Regions from separate parts of the Mus musculus genome. Here region 2 is linked to region 1. Evidence: chromatin contacts called from public promoter capture Hi-C data. All regions are on one chromosome and are shown on one strand. The core of a region is the stretch at or near the end of the contact, and the rest is flanking DNA. Distances in the headings are between cores, read along the strand shown. Region 1 overlaps Stard13 (StAR-related lipid transfer (START) domain containing 13). Region 2 holds the start of 1700028E10Rik (RIKEN cDNA 1700028E10 gene).

The links. Promoter capture Hi-C pulls out the DNA fragments that hold promoters and counts their contacts.
Region 2: a promoter capture Hi-C map of liver shows a contact between it and region 1, with 4 times the contacts expected there. The contact joins the promoter of 1700028E10Rik here to the enhancer-like site in region 1. A contact is called at or near these places in 6 of 39 promoter capture datasets (the 3T3-L1 cell line, 3T3-L1-derived adipocytes, hippocampal neurons and 2 more), 1 of 15 datasets of contacts at CTCF or cohesin (the NIH/3T3 cell line), 18 of 484 Hi-C or Micro-C datasets (the AML12 cell line, the C2C12 cell line, the Patski cell line and 11 more) and 15 of 115 datasets of contacts at active chromatin or transcription factors (the NIH/3T3 cell line, bone marrow-derived macrophages, embryonic basal ganglia and 11 more).

Annotation. Positions count from the first base shown.
Region 1 is chr5:151,173,393-151,178,732 of GRCm38.p6, reverse strand. The region is part of intron 1 of Stard13 (StAR-related lipid transfer (START) domain containing 13); the gene reads left to right. Among named protein-coding and RNA genes, the nearest start is that of Stard13, 14 kb to the left of the region's middle. Within about 2 kb of position 4,087, at least 79 of the 459 cell types and tissues checked have an H3K27ac peak or open chromatin away from gene starts, as enhancers often do. A contact at or near this core is called in the C2C12 cell line, cerebral cortex, embryonic fibroblasts and 6 more, where this site is marked.
Region 2 is chr5:151,365,117-151,370,692 of GRCm38.p6, reverse strand. 1700028E10Rik (RIKEN cDNA 1700028E10 gene) reads right to left here and starts at 2,018. Exons shown (of 4, transcript NR_045700.1): 1 at 1,837-2,018. It also overlaps a transcript of Stard13 not described here.

The DNA of each region.
Region 1 (5,340 bases), core at 2,838-5,337:
TATATACACACATGCATCTGCACAAACATATACACATGCACACATACACACTCTGTCTCATATACATACATACAGATACACACACTATATATATATACACATACACACACACACACACATACATACACTGTCTCACACACTCACACATACATATGCTATCTTAGTCAGAGTTACTATTGCTGTAATGAAACACTGTGACCAAAGCAACCTGAGGAGGAAAGGGTTTATTCAATGTACACTTTCCCATCACAGTCATCAAAGGAAGTCAGGGCAGGAACCTGGAGGCAGAAACTGATGCAGAGGCCATAGAGTGGTGCTGCTTACTGGCTTATTACACATGACTTTCTCATGTTGTTTTCTTATAGAACCCAGGAACACCAGCCCAGGGGTGTACTTATCCACAATGGTCTGGGACCTCCTTCATTAATCACTAATTAAGAAAATAACTAACATGCATGCCTATAGCCCTATTCTTATGGAAGCATTTTTTTTAATTGAGGATCTGTCCTCTCAGATGACATTAGCTTGTGTCAAGTTGACACAAAACTAACCAGCACACAGACACACATGCACATACTCAACCATACACATACTTTTAAGTCCAAGTACCATATATAAGGGAAACATGGTGTGTTCCTGATTCTGACTTATTTGGCTGAATTGTAGTGAATTTCAGTTTCATCCATTTTTCTTGCAAATGTCACAATTTCTTTTTTCTTTTTTCTTTTTTTTTTTTTTGCAGCTGAATAAAGGTCCATTGTGTATGTGTATCCTATTTTCAATGTCCATTCGTTCGTTTATTAGTGATAGCTAGGCTAGTTTTCTTTCTTCATAGCTGTTTTGAACAGTGCAGCAACAAGCATAGGTATAAAGTGTCTCTGCTAGATGTTGATTTTGAAGCCTTTCTCATATGACCATGCGGAGGCCATGGGGGTGGCGGTGCTGCTTACTGGCTTGTCCCCATCCATAGTGGTCAGGGCCCTCCCTCATTAATCACTAATTAAGAAATAGACCATGGCTCCTCTATTTGTAGTTTCCAGAAGGCTCTCTAGACTGGTTTACCTAGTGACTGCATGGGTGGTGAGTCCCTGCCAGTGGTAAGCATGCATCTATCTGCCTTTTCCCATGTTCCAGAAGCATCTGCTGCCATTTGTTTTATTGGCGACAGCCATTCATCCTCGCTGGACTTAGATGGGATCTCCAAGCAGTTCTAGTTTGTGTGTCTCTGGTGGTTGAGGATATTGAATATTTTTTGAGTATTTATTGGCCATTTGTATCTCTTTTTAAGACCTGTTCTTCAGTTCATCAGCTCACCTATTGATTGGAGGATGGTTTAGGGCTTTTTCCTGTTTAGTTTTTGCAGTTCTTTCCAAACCCTTGATATTGATCCCCTGTTTAATGTGTAGCCAGAAGAGACTTAATGCCCAGTTGACAAATTAAAAACTGAGCTCTGTTTTCCATGCTAATTCCAATAAGTTTTTAAAAGATTTTAATAGTTTTCTTCGCTTAAGACTGTCATCCCCATTAATTAGAGAATATTCTTTATATTTATTGTATCCTTCAGCTAAGAAAAAAGAAACAGGAATATGATATTTGTTGAGATTTATTCTTAGAAGTAAATTTATTGACATTTTGACAGATACAACGTATGAAAGCTTCTGGTTCATTGATTTTTTTTTAAATAGAAAATATATACTTTTAATCCCCTCAAGATAGATATTCCTAAAGACAGAAAATCAGTACATACAGCCTTCTGCATTCATTATGACATAATGTTAATTTTGAGCCTTATAAAACCCTTATTTTATAGGATGTAATATTTGACGTTTACGTATGACATGAAATGAACCCAGAAGGCTATGCAGCATCCTCTTAGTGGCTTGACAGTTGGGGGAACAATTCTAAGCTCATTGTCTCATTGAAGACATACCTGTGTAAATATATTCATGTGTGAATACATCCAGGTGTGAATTGGTTTCACCGTCACTGATTAGGAAGCCTTGCTCCCTACAGTCTGTTTTTGTGAGACATGAAAAACCATGAATAAGTCTTTCTAGTCTAAAATGTTTCTGAAAGCTAGGGAGTACAGTGGAGCTTCCAGGTCAGCACCAGCTTGTTTTATCCATGTTCTAGAACTTGAGTGTGTGGTGTCTTCAGCAACAGGATCATGTCATTGAGATCTTGAGAGTTACCAATGGCCTTGGTGGGACAGAGGGACATCACTGACCAACAATCCCCAAAGAACTATCTTGCTCCTGGCACTGGTCTTTTTTTTTTTTTTTTTAACTTGTTAGCCTGTGGTGTGTAAGAAGAGCACTGTTGGCCCGTTACAAGTTTAAACGTTCCTAATCTCATTTCCCCCAAATCATTGCTTTGCAATGGAATCCTGTGGCACAGAAAAGCATACTTCCATGACTGGTTCTGTGGCGGGCTAATGTAAACTCACCTGACAGAATAAGGACGCCTGGCAGCAGGCACCTGCAGTGGTCAAACATTAACTAACTAAGACAAGAAGTTGTTTCAGAGTCCACATTTCCCTCCTCCCCTGCCTCCAGATTCCCAGCCATGGTTTGCACGAGGCTGCTCTGGTTCTGTTTCCTTCATGTGAGCCTTTCTCCTGTGGCTCTGGTCATTGTATTGTTGGTTACCTTTTCAGAGCCTGCTCTGGACACTGAAGCTCATCAGTGCCAAGAACGACAGAGGGTGTAGACAAGGTCCTTTCATCTCATTGACAGTCACTCTTCTTCAGTCTGCTTGAGCCTTGCAGGTGGACCCATAGCCTTGGGGGGAGCCCTGCTTCACATTACCATGCTGTCATAGCTGTAGAAAAAAATATTCAGGGTGCCATGTGGACAGGCAAGTGATCTGCAAAGTTTGCTAACATCTGTATGCACGAAGATGAAACATTCAGACTGGAGTCAGCCATTTAGTCTTTATATTTCCCATTATACATCTTAAGTTTTGGAGTACTTCTCATTTCTAAGCTTAGCAACAGTAGTCTCGAAGCTACCTTCTAGAGCCTTCCCAGGGTTAATCTACCAACTGTCTTCAAGGAGTCCAGTGTGGTTGGAAATGATTCTCCTATTGTGTTTTCATTAAGACCTGAGTTTACCCTTTTGGAAAATAAGCAAGATTGAGCCTCACACCTTGCACTCACCCCTCCCTTTTCTTAGATGCATAAATGAAGGCTCTATGGTGTTAAATGAACTTTCCTGATGTCCCACAGCCAGTGAGTGCTTGAACTGTACTCTGAACTCAAGTCTGGGTGAGCTAAGAGCCCATGTTGCTCACCACTGCCAATCCCCATCCTCCTTCTAATTATAAGTAGACATTGTTTACTTGGACCCAAAGATGGTTTGAGTGTTTGTTCTTTGTCATTATAGACACAGTTGGCCCCTCCTCCCCTCTCCCCCCATTGCTGGAGAACATCATTCAGCTACAACCAGCTTGTGACCACCCTACACTAACACCCTCTTTCTGCCCTCCCGCTGCCTTCCCAGAGTTGGCTGCTCTTTATCAAGAACTCTGCGTCCAAAGTAAATGTCAGGACAGCAGGACTTCTTGCCAGAGGCTGGATAGTGTGGTTAGGTAGGCCCTGGCCCAAAAAGAGGGAAAAGAAAAATTTCCTCTACCCTTGGCCTAACCTTCCCACTTTCTACCTTTTAGAATGCTGCCTTTCTCCATAAAAAGTGCCTGGTGGAGTGCCCAGCCTCCCCTACACTTCCCCAGGGGCTCCCAGGCTGAGACTCCTGTGCCTTCACAGTGGGTCTTTTCAGACAGGAGCTGATCACATGGGACTTGAATTGAGCCTGTGCTGGTCTGGGGACAGCAGCCCTCAAAATCCCTGGCTCTATAATGCTGAGAAAGAGTGACTTATAAGAGGGTCCTGATTTACAGAAAGAAGTCTTGTGTGGAGGATTGTTTTCCCCCTGCACATTGGACAACTCCGACCTTATTCCAGAATGGTCCCAGTTGTAGCTGCCGAACAGTAGCTCGTCAGAAGAAGCAATCAGTGCTCTGCCAACTTAGACTGTTTGAGAAATTTTGCCAGAAGCAAAACAGGATCAAAAATAATAAACAGACCTCCTCCCTTGCCGCACCACCGCTGTTTACATGAGGAGACTGGTAAGCTGGCTGTGCCACAGAGCTCTCAGGGGAGGGTTTTTTGTTGTTGTTTGTTTTGTTTTTTCTTTTAAGCAGAAAAGGTTAAGTTGAGGAGTGCTCTCTTGTATTCATTTTGAGATTGTTCCAGGCTAGTCAAGGTTCTAAAACAACAGACAGCACTAAGGAATGTCTGTCTTCCAAATACAAGTTACCTGTTGTGGTGAGGCATCCGCAGGGTAGAAAACCCAGGAGTGGTGTGAGCCTAGAGAAGGAAGGCTATGTTTTAGGAGGAAAGACCCCACCAGTGAGGCAAGCTCAAAGAGGCAGGAGGCCTGGCTTTTAGGATACTCTGTCCTAGGTAGGGAGTCCCAAGTGCTTTCACTTCCCCACCAGACCACTGTCTGGGGAGGGGGGGATGGTTGATAATGAGATGGGAGGATCAGCTCTTGCCCATCAGCAGTGTTACTGAGGGGGAAAATGAATGAAAAATTAACTGAAATGAATGTGTGGTACTCCAACTCTTGATTGGCTCTCCAGTAGGTCTCTGCTATAGGGATCACTGGAGAGCTTGACTCTATTCTCTGCTGTCCTGGGTTAAGCACAAAGCTTGCTTCTATTCCAAAACCAGTGATTCACAGAACTCCCCAAGGACCTGGAAAGAATGTGCCACTTCAGCACTGGTTTGTTTTAAATTGGTTCCCAAGTCATTCTCCTAAATTCTCAGCTTCCTTTAAAATTGTTTTATAGGCTTAATGTATGATGAGTAACTGTCTCACTCACTGAGGTCATTGTGAATTCTAATTTTCCCCTCTCATTTCTCATGAGCTCTGAAGGGTCACGGACATCATTTGGTACTTTTACTTGACTAAGCATTGTTTCATCCTTCATGAACAATTTCCTGTAACCATTAGCAAAGCAACACCTTTTAAAACAGGAGATATTGTGTCACAGTGTGAGGGACTGTGACAGGGCAATGTAAAGGGTAGGCTTTTGGGTTTATGGAAGGCCAGCTCACTGCCCAAGGCTAAGATCCTGTGCAGTGTCGCCAAGCAAGTTGGGAGGCCTTTAGGCATGTTCTCAGATCTTAGCTGCTTGTACGACTTTGAGGGGACAAAAGGAGGCTGGGGTTACACTGCCCAGATGGTTTGACTCTTCATAGTCACCTCCTAGCTCAAGTCTTATGAGAGAAGAGCAGAAGACAGCAAACACACAGTGTGTAGACACATCTCATTCTGT
Region 2 (5,576 bases), core at 769-3,268, 190 kb before region 1:
CTGACCCTTTAAATGGCGACTCATTCAGGTTAGTGAGGAAAGAAGAGAGAGAGAGGGAAGGAGGGATCTCTGAATCTGAATTTTCCTCTATTTTGTTAGTAAAAACAATGGAGTTAGAACAGCCAATTTTGTTTTATCATTAGTTTATGTATATGCGTTTTTTGACTGCATATATGTCTGTATGCCATGTGCATGCCTGGTGCCATTGGAGACCAGACTTAGCCAAGCCATCTCTCTAGTGCCTTGTAATGGAAGTCTGAGTCATTATAAAAATACTATTTCACTTATCTTCACAGTTAGATACACTAACTTGTAATTAAAGGTAATACAGTCTTTATAGTACTCACTCACACTTCAGTAAACAATCTAACCTTTTTAGTACTAGAAAATCACTTTTAGGAGCAACATAGCTATGAACACGACAAGCCTATCTAGGAATATCTGTATTTCTATTGGGGACAAAGGGAATGGTTACAGAGAGCAATGCATTTTACTGATGGTTAGGGTCAAATGCCATTGTCAAACTCAGAATACAAAAACTTATTTACGCGCGCGCACATACACGCGCACACACACAAACAGAAAGCATTAAAGCATTCTGTACATTTTAAATGACACAGTAGGGGTAAAGGGCAATGACTTAGTGAAAAGAAGAAACTATAAAGAAGTTACAAAAGGAAAGGGATTTTTAAAATGTTACCTTCCTGGGTGTAAAAATTTAAATGTCTGTTGAAGTGATTTTTTGAGTTACTATTTTCAAGAAACTCTGAAGAACAGAGATGACATAATTGAGAAATTTTGTATACCTGGTGTTACAGCACCCTCTACAACAGAGTATATTATATGAACTTGCTTCCCGAATGTGTGACTGTACAAACTTTATGGTTTTAGCGCTTAGTTTGCTCCCTTGGCACCTGCTAGAAAGGCTACTAATCTGTCGGGTTAATGTGTCAAAACAGCAATAACAGCGAAGAGCTCTCCTGAACTCTTTAAACTATTCCAACTGTGGGCCTTAGTCACCTAGCTCTCCTTCCATATCACCTCTCCCAGTTCTAAACTCTAGTGAACTGGCCTCTTAAAAGCCTTCTGAACTCAAATGCATGCACAGGTAGGGAAAATACTGCTGTAGTGGGGGAGAAAGGTCCAGAGACAAGTGACCGCAGATCTCTGACTTCTAAGGGACATCTCACTGGCTCGCACTGTGCATCTTGATACACAATAACTCACAATAGCTAACAGTGCTCCAAGTGTATTACATCTGGACTTTTTTAAACATGAATTCTTTTAAGAGGAAAGTTATGTTCACTTTCTAGCTCTGGTGGAAACTCGTTTTCCCTTATCTAAAGGAAATACGGCATAACAGCCACAGCGTTAATTTCACAGTTCTGAGATGAACCTGGTGAGACTGTCTTGTTTTAAAAACCTATTATCATTCTTCTAATGTTTAATCCCCGATACTGCTCGTTTTCGCAACACCCCAGCTTAACAGACGTAATGGAGCAAAAGCTTTTCTCCAACACAGGCTAACGAAAGGCTACAAAGTAAAGCCTCCTCTCTGCAAAGCGGGACATGGAGGACCTCGGTCCACGCCGAGTGAAGAACCGAAGCACAGTGCCCAGAAAGGAGGAAACAAAAAAGGAGAGCCAGTGGGGCAGGAACTGTGTCGCCAGGACTTGAAAAGACGGGAAAAGGCCGGTTTCCTCCCGCGTGAGGTCCGTTCCCGCTCCAGACTCCAACCATTTCCGCTCAGGGTAACCGCAAAACCCTTCCCGCGCGGGAACTCGGTGGAGGAGGAGTCTTGGGTCCCGCCCTTCTGGCGGAGCGCATAAAGCCTACCCCGGCCGCCGCGGTGTCTCTGGAATGTTCTGAAGGGAGGAAGCGCGCCCCTCCGCAGTCCGGGGAACACTCGGCGCCAGATGGCGCTACCGCACCGAGAGCCAGAACCTGCGCCTCAAGGGAGCTGGGCTGAGACACCACCGGAAGTGAGGGCTCCGCGAGCCTCCTGGCCCGGATATCCAGCCTTCTAGCGTGTTCCCGCGCGGGGGCGGAGCTACAACCGGAACCGGACTGCGAACGCGGGGCCTCGTGGCGGAAGAGCCAGGAGGGGCCTTGGAGGCGGTAACTTCCGCTGCGCGCGCCTGGTCTGGGCGTGCACGCGAGGGGCGGGGCCTCCGCGCGGGCGCGCGAGCGCTTGCGTACTAGGAGGGCGTTGTTGCGGGAGGCATGTGCTGATTTCTCCATCTTTGATCGCTTGCAGGCCTCGCCGGGCGGACATTAAACTGGTGTCTTAGCAGGTTTTTGTCTGTTTTGTTGCTTCCCTCTCACAGGAGTTGGTTTCTGGCTGTAAATTCAGTTTCTGGAAATCTCTGGAACGTTAGCGATGTACAAGGTAGTCTCGAGCTGCTTTCTCGCCATTGATTCCCAGCCAGTGTCAGTCCTTGCATCGTTACCCACTCGAGGCTACCCGTGACAGCTAATGGCATCTAAGGATTTGGAAAGGCTTATATTACGGACTTTTAAAGCGCTTAATTTGAGCTTTACCCTTTATTTTTGTCAGGATATTGGCACTCTGCATTCTGCGGTGTGGCTTTGCACAGAACCGTTTGTTGAGGGTTTGAACGCTGCCAGGGGAAAACTCCGCCCCTTTCCCACGTTGGCTGTGTCTGATCCAAACCCATTTTTAAGTAGCTGGACAGTACTTTACCCTGGTACATGGGCTTTGTTTTTATTTTAGTTGTATCGTGAGGACTATGAACTTGTATTGCAGAAAGTATTAGTGTCCACCTTTAAATATACATAACACTTTCGGCTGAAAGACAGTTTCCCAAAGCTCCCGAGTTTCCCAGGAATGTCTTCAGCTTTTGGTAGATGCTTTTAGGAATTTCAGAGGTCCTTGCTGTCAAAGATTTAAATAAAGTCAAACATAAAAAAGTAACAAAACATGCACGCTCGCACACACACTCACAAACACACAATTTTGTGTTGGCCAGTTACTTCTGGGCATGGGGCCTTCCCAGAAGTGTGGTTGATACTCCATAGGGGAAAATTGATTTTACCTTTCCCAGTATTATCAGTTATCAGTTGTACATGCCTTTTGGTTAGGAATGGAACTTTGTAATCTCTAACCCCTAGTTTGTACTGTTTTTTTTTTTTTCCCCCTTGCTTGAACCTGTTGTGAATGAAAACTCCTGGGGGTGGGGGGCCGGGTGTGGCAGAGACTGATTAGAATTTTAGTGCTGTAGCAAAATTGGAATGTTGCAGGTCCAGAGTTTAACTACCTTATCTTAGTCTAGTTTTAGTCTCCTATGTACTCCAACTGCCATTCCTTAGTCAGCTTTGTGTCAGAACTAAAATCCCATGAGAGATTTTTAAAAAGAATGAAATCTGTTGGCTGATACTAGCTTCTACCAACCTAAAAAACAAGAAAGTCATCAGATGAGACCTGTAAGAAAACCTGCCCCATCTTCCTGAATTGCCTTTATGGTATTCCCACAGATGTGTTTTACATGTCTCGATTCATTATTTTCTCTGTTCTGTAAAACTAAAACTGCTTCCATGTAGGAGCATAAAATTTGTGTTCCTGGGCCATGGTCACTAAAAATGGATCCTAAATAGACTATCTTTTATTCCCTTTAAGATGAGCACTCTTTTCTGCTTTGACTCTGTAGGTAATGTGTGTGTTGTCACAGTCTCTGTGAGTTTATACACATATCAGCCTTGGTGTGTCTGCATGATGCTATTTTTTTTTAAATGCTCTTTAAAGTGAGCTAATGGAGTAGAAACGTTAAGGTAGAAATTGCACAGGTGTGGCATCATGAGTGGAGAAAAGTGGATGATCTGCTGTAGGCAAATGAGAACCTGGTAACTCTGCCTTCATTTTCTATGCCTGTATCTTCCTCCTCCTCCTCCTCCTTACCATCATCATCATCATCATACTCATTCTCATCCTCCTGTCCTTTTTTTCCTGCGAGTCAGACTCCTGCTTAACTCTACAATAACATGCTACTCTGGCACCCAAGGAGAATCTGCTTACCCTGTCTCACTATTTTCATTTGAATGGTGCCATGTTACATTTATGTAAGGGCCAAGTAGAAAATATGGGCAGCATTGTAGGTCACTCAGAATAGGTCAGAAATAGGAAAAGGTTGAGACCGTATGCCCGAGGGAAGCTATACTCGATTTTCAAAATCTTCATTACGTGGAGACTACCCCTGATAGATCTGAAGAGAGATTGACTTGACCTCATGTCAGTGGTCTCCTAGAACCCATATAATTTCCAGCTTTCTGCACTTCACACTTTAATTCAATAAACCTTGACAATGCATGGCTCTGTTAAATGCTAAACATGACCCTAAAGGGCTAGGATGAAAAGCATTGGGGAAGTGACTTGCCCTAAATTAACTTGTCCATTTTATCAAAAACTATCCCAAGCATATCCTCCATAACTTTGTCATCCATATTATTCATGTATTCGACTTGGTAGTGTTTGTCCTCTTGCTAATATTTATTTCATGCTGAAATAATTTTTTGAAACCTAAAGTAAAGTCTACTATCATAGAACAAAATGAAATTTGATTGTTTAACCCACAGCAAAACATAATAGGAAGAAGCTCCAAGATAGCATCTTCATGGGCAATTACATTATTGACAAACTAGAGCTGTGTAATGTGCAGTTCCACACACATTAAAAGTAGCAAAAGAGACTGGAAGTCTGTGGTGTTCATGATGAATCACACAATTACAGGTACTGATGGATTGACAGTCATCCAATTTTAGGAGAAAATTTTGTTTTTTATTTTTATTGTATGTGTACAGCTGTTTTGCCTGCATTGCATGTACATGTTTACCACATGTATGCCCAATGACCTTGGAGGCTGGAAGAAGACAGCAGATCCCCTGAAACTGGTGTTATAGATGTTTGTAAGCTGCCTTATAGGTGCTGGAAATTGAACCTGGGACCTCTGGAAGAACAGCTAGTGCTCTTAATGACAGAGCCATATCTTCAGTGCCTTCTTTAAAGAGGTAAAACAGGCTATATTTCAGTTGTGTGTCCATTGAAAAAAACTGCTGAATTTTTATTGTGAACATCTAGAATTGCCCTAGCCCAAATGAAAAAAGTTAAAGCTCCTTAAATACCAGAAACTTGGTGTCAGCTCTGACCATGCCAACCCTAGTGTCCATTTCATCCCTCCCTCACCAAGGAGACATGTTAATTATGCAATGAGTGTGGCCTGAGTAATGGACACCATTCTCAGATCCATAGGACATGCCCAATAAGAAGGCATGTTTCAGAATCAAAACCCCAACTTTCCTTACTTGGTAGTTTGTTTTTAATTTTCATAATTGGTAGAATTAAATAAATACAGCTTTTATAAAAATAAAATTTTTTAAAAAGGATAGTTTTTCACACGTATTGACCAGAAGTGGTTCAAATGGCATTGTGTCATTGACATTCCTGAGCCTTTGTCTGGAAACACACAACCAATGTATATAATCACAACAGTTACTCATCCTATGTGCCTTATCCTTCTGCAGCATTGTATATCCCCCATTTGAGTTACCAGTTCTTTATGACA